Linked DNA regions of Zea mays: region 1 is linked to region 2. A link is a contact called in public Hi-C data. All regions are on one chromosome and are shown on one strand. The core of a region is the stretch at or near the end of the contact, and the rest is flanking DNA. Distances in the headings are between cores, read along the strand shown.

Region 1 (2,700 bases), core at 82-2,581, 340 kb before region 2:
ACCTCATCCATGTTCATCTTCTTCTTCCTTTTGAATTGAGTATTCTGATTGGGCTTATAGTTCTTCTTTCCAGCATGTTGCATCATGTTGGCGCTAGACTACCCTTCGGGTGCTTTTGGACCATCTTTTGCCCACGCCTTCTTTTCCACATCAAGATTAGTCGACAAATCCTCAACGGAAATCAGAGTTGTAGCTAAGTTCCTCCTTGATGAAGACAACTTGGCAATTATGCCACCCGCTACAAACTTATCAGGCAAGACATGTCCATGTTATTCGAGTTCCCTTACAATAAGTTGGAACCCATCAGCCTATTCCACGACATAACTACCATCAACCATTATAAAGTCATGGTACTCGTCCATCACATACAGCTCGCGCCCAGCGTCTGAGGCAGAGAACTTGTGTTCGAGCGCCTCCCAATATATTGTAGAATTTATGGCTGGACTTGTATCAAAATTCTTCAGAGCTAATTCTTAACTATCATTTCATCAAGTACCCGAAAAAGGTCCAAGCTATAACACTAAAGAATTTACTGATAATTTGCAGAATCCGCACAACGTGGAGACAGCTTTCAAACTATAACATATCAGGACAATGTGGATATAATTTGCAGCCAGGGAGCGGAATCTGTCACGGACATACTGCAAGAGGCAGTTCCCCAAGCTTGACAGGTACTGTGTGGACAGCACCAAGGACGTGAACTCCTGGACCTTCACCCTCTTCCAAGGACAGTTGTTTTTATAGCATCCTTATGATCATGTGATAAATTTTGTATGGTGTTCACAAATCTGGTTGGTGAGCACACCGGTATCCTTGTGGTCCTGCAAAAGAAGAAGAGAAATGTGCAAAGATTAGCTCAAGCATTTTGTTGTTACAAGGCTAAATAATTTTATGTTGGTTTGGTGCGTCTGTCGTGCTTTAGCATAGAGAACCACCAATCCTGGGATGGCCTGATACCGATTGTGTATGCAACAGAAATTTTTATCCAAGATTTATATCACTAAATTTGTAAAGATTAAACAGAGATCAACATCTGTGCCTTGTAGGCTGCTGGATAACAACCTGGTGCAGAGCACAAGCCCACTTGCATTGCATCCCTACTTGTACTACCAATCAACTCACGCACTAGTTTCTTCAGATAAACTCGAGAGACCATGGTGACTGCATTTTGGACGTGACACTCGTGTGGGACCGTTTCCGTTCCAAATTGACCCTGGCCTCATCCACTGACCACTGGAACTGAGATGCTCGGACTCGTCTCTTACTGTGTCTCCATTAGTCCATCCCTCTCACGCACGCACACATCTATCAGACGATTCGGGCCCGACTCTACCTTTGGGCTTATCTGTAAAAGCAAAGCTCAAAATAGCTCAATTGATGTAGTGAGGCCCTGTACTAAGCCCAATTAGTTGATGGGCTCAAGTAACTTATGGCCCGCAACTACTGCGCAGCATCCGGATTATCTCCGAGACGAATCAGGAACAAGCGAAAACCAAATGGGCGAAGAATAATCTAGAGAAGAGGTCAAGGAGAATCAAGATGCTTTCAGAGGAATAATAAAGGACAGTATATAATCGAGTCGTTGTTACCTCAAAAATGGAAACAGAATAATTATACTCCCTCCGCTTTTTCATATATATACGACGTTTTCTAGTTCAAAAATGAATTATTGGAACTGACGACTGCTTTAACTATTTTTTTGCCAGATATCTCTATATAGTTAGAAATTTATATCAAACAACATTCATGATTGATCTTAACCACATGCAAAGCATTAATTAGTTTGTAGACGATGAAACGGACAGTTTATTGTATGATCTATTTCTGTCTGTATGTTCGATTTTAGATTTTTACATAGACGACATATGTACTACATGTTGGTTCATTAAATATAGAAGTTTCTAAATTTAAATCTCAAATCTAACATGCTGATCCATGCCTTTCGATTCTTGCCATCAATCATCTACAAAGTTTCTAACTTGTCATTATTGTCCCCAGGACCGGACGTCTTTTGATCCGTGTCGTCTCAAGCTTGTCAGGCGGATACGCGGCGGCATTCTTCTTCTAACCGGACGTCTCAAGCTTGTCAGACATGCATGGTTGCTTATAGTTACTTGATATATGAGCGAAAATTCTAGAGTGATCGATCGTCGGACATCAATTCTTTTACTATATGTGTTTTATATTCTTGAAGAGAACTTGCTAGAACTGTTGTTAAAGTATCTAGTGTAGAGAAATCTTAGGTACGTAGTTTAATTATACAAGGAATGGAAGAAGCTGCATGTGTTGCTGCCAAGATACACTCGGGAATCCTTTGGTCAGCTCATATGCAAGGGTATCGGATCTGGGGATGCATGGATGAACTCTTTTGGGGCTAAGCAACGATGTTGTGTGTGTGATTTGCTATGAGACTAAGAGGCTCACCAGCATGGCTGTCATGTACTGAACTTTGGGTGTTTCAACATGCACTACACCATGACACAATATTGCCTACGGACTGTCTGATGGTAAAATACCTAAATAGCGTCGCAAAGTCTGTCGGTAAAGAGTTTTAGCGACAGACAATGTGTGTCGGCGAAAGTCCTGTCAGCAAAAAGATTTACCGGCAGACATAGATCTACCGACATACTATCTATCAGTAATGTTTATGTTTTTGCCGACAGACATATCTTTGCTGTCGGACAGACTTTTGCCAACATA
Region 2 (2,700 bases), core at 104-2,603:
ATGGTTAGGTCATCCAGAACTGGATTTACTCAAACCACATGTCGACGATTGATGTGACGTGTGTCGCGCTTAAGTGTACTAATGAAAGCTTAGGAACTCATATGACACACTGCCAAATTTAGAGAGTTGGCTCTAGAAATTTAGCTAACTTTTTAGAGAGCTCTAAGAAGTTAAGCTAACTTTCGACCAAATTTTTCACGGAGCTCAACTTCCGACGGATCGAAGTCACTTAACTTCTGACGGTTTAGTTAACTTCCTATGACTAACTTTCTAGAGTTCGGTTTGGTTTAGTGGTCATATATTTTACTCTAGAGAAGTATGTAGCCATCCGGTACAGAGCAAACACAGGGAATTATTGCTCAGTACTCACGCTACTACTGATTCCATTGCATGACGCGTTATGAACTTTTGCGAGTAGTCTTTGAATACCAAGTACGTACACGACATAAGTGAGGAGCTGTCTGCTGCGCCTACGTACGTACGTGCTACTTGTGCATCCATCCGTCAGGTGTACACACAAAACAAAGTTTGTGTGTTCAATAGAGTGTCTTAAAAAACCTGCAACAGTTTTTTTCCATAAAAAACCCTAACAAATTAATTCATCAACTAGCTGCATGCTTTTGTAGGTTTATTTATAGTTTTTGCTATATATATCTACATATATATATAATTACTAGACTTCTATATACACTAGAGAAAATGGTAAAACGATTTAGAGCATATATATAGAAAGCATTTGAACAATGAACAATGACCCCCTCAGCTAGCTTTGACAAGAAGCTCGCAGAAAAGTGAGAAGACCCATATTATGTATACAAACCAACAGCCACCTAACTGGAGTTCATCACGCACTGAAACTGAGGCCTGGGCTGGGAGGACAGGGCAACCGGTTGAAGCAAAGTCGTCAAATGTTTGTCATGGATATGCAAACAGGGTTGAATGAAACAGCAAATAAAAAAAGGCTACATGGCCCTTTCGCACAAAACGTACGCAGCATTGGCGTACGTTGTTCGATGAAGCAAATATTATACGGTGCTGATAAACACCATTAATCCAATGCAGATAAACAAACAAACAAACTAGTTTTAGTTTGCATGATGAATAGACAGGCAAGAGGTTTCTGCTGACTTGCAAGCTAGCTAGCAAGAAAAACATGTGCCAACAACCCCAGCAGTCACGCAACAATTAGGCAGCAGCTGAGCTCTCACCCCACGATGATCCAAAAGGCCTTTTGTTCATGCAAGCAGGGCTGCCATGCGAATGCAAAAGTGGTGGGTTGGAATATCTCTTTACCCCCTTCCTTAAGCAAGCAAATGCAGCAATCCGCCCCCTGCCCTGCCATTCAAACTGTCATCTTCTTCCAGCTCTGTCGTCGTCGTCCAGTCATGGGGAGAGAGAGAAAAGCTAGCTAGTAGCTAGCTACCCTCTGTCTCTGTGTCCGCCATGCCCAGCCCAACAGGGTGTTGCTGCTCAGTGCTCAGGTCTACTGCTGCCCTCCCATCATTAACTCATCATCCACCCCCCCTCCCTCCATAGTAAACTACGCTTTGCCCATCTCTCTCTCTCTCTAGCTTTTACCTTCTTACCCCTTGTCTTTCTCTCTCTCTACACCCCCCACTCTCTAGAAAAGGACAGCATCCCCCCGTCCATCCCTCTAGCTAGCTGAGCTCAAGCCACCACAAGTTTCGTTCCACAGACAAAGAAACGGGCGAGAGGGAAAGGAGAAAGACAGCGCTCTTTGTCACTCGCTCGTCTGCAACAAGCTAAGTGTAGAGTGTAGTTGCAAAGGGATTGCAAGAGAGAGAGAGAGAGTGTGTGTGTGATCGACCCATGGAGCTCTTCCCCTCCCAGCCGGACCTCTCCCTCCAGATCGGCCTCCCCGCCAGCGCCACGCCGCACGACCACCACCACGGCGCCGCCCTCAGCGCCAGGTTCCTCGCGGCAGCCGCAGGCGGCGGTGGCAACGGGATCCCTGGCAACCCGGCGGTGGCCATGGCGCCGTCGCTGCAGCTGCCCATGCCGATGCCGCTGCCAATGCCGATGCCGATGCCCCCCAACGCCGCCGCCGCCGCGGGGGCCGCCGGCGGCCTTTACTACCACCCCGACGCCGCCGCCATGCTGCGGCCCATACGCGGGGTGCCGCTGTACCAGCACCCGCACACGCACGCGGTGCCGCCGACGTTCCCGCCGCACGCGGCGGGGGCGGCGGGCCCGTGCTTCTGCGAGCCTTGCCACGTCGCCGCGGGCGCCTGGCGCCGCGCCGGGTGCGGCGTCGGGACGCGCGTCGTCGCCGGGTTCCCCACGGCGGCCAAGCGCGCCGCCAGGGCGCCGCGCATGCGCTGGACGTCCACGCTCCACGCGCGCTTCGTGCACGCCGTCGAGCTCCTCGGCGGCCACGAAAGTACGTTGCCCTCTTCCGGTTCCGGGTCCATCGCCCCATGCACATGACATGCATCTGCCCTTGCAACCTTGTCTCTCTAGCTAGCTAGCTAGCTAGCTACCTTTCTTGTGTTCCTCCATTTCTTCTTCGTTCTTCTTCTTGATGCGTTCATCCATGAGTATGATCTGTCCTCATCGTCAACTGACGATTTTGCTTGTTCTTGTGCATGATGGTAAACTACCAGGGGCAACACCCAAGTCAGTTCTTGAGCTCATGGACGTGAAGGATCTCACCCTGGCTCATGTCAAGTCTCACTTGCA

The links. Hi-C and Micro-C count contacts between places; a contact is called where the count stands out from the background.
Region 1: a contact with region 2 is called in a Hi-C map of tassel, with 4 times the contacts expected there. The contact joins the enhancer-like site here to the promoter of LOC100281529 in region 2. A contact is called at or near these places in 2 of 25 Hi-C or Micro-C datasets (ear and tassel).

What each region holds. Positions count from the first base shown.
Region 1 is chr10:78,949,817-78,952,516 of Zm-B73-REFERENCE-NAM-5.0, reverse strand. No RefSeq gene overlaps it. Among protein-coding and RNA genes, the nearest start is that of LOC100282280, 7.3 kb to the left of the region's middle. Within about 2 kb of position 1,331, at least 17 of the 20 cell types and tissues checked have an H3K27ac peak or open chromatin away from gene starts, as enhancers often do. A contact at or near this core is called in ear and tassel, where this site is marked.
Region 2 is chr10:78,612,109-78,614,808 of Zm-B73-REFERENCE-NAM-5.0, reverse strand. LOC100281529 (KANADI-like transcription factor FEATHERED) reads left to right here and starts at 1,353. Exons shown (of 6, transcript NM_001154447.2): 1 at 1,353-2,401; 2 at 2,625-2,700. The coding sequence starts at 1,831.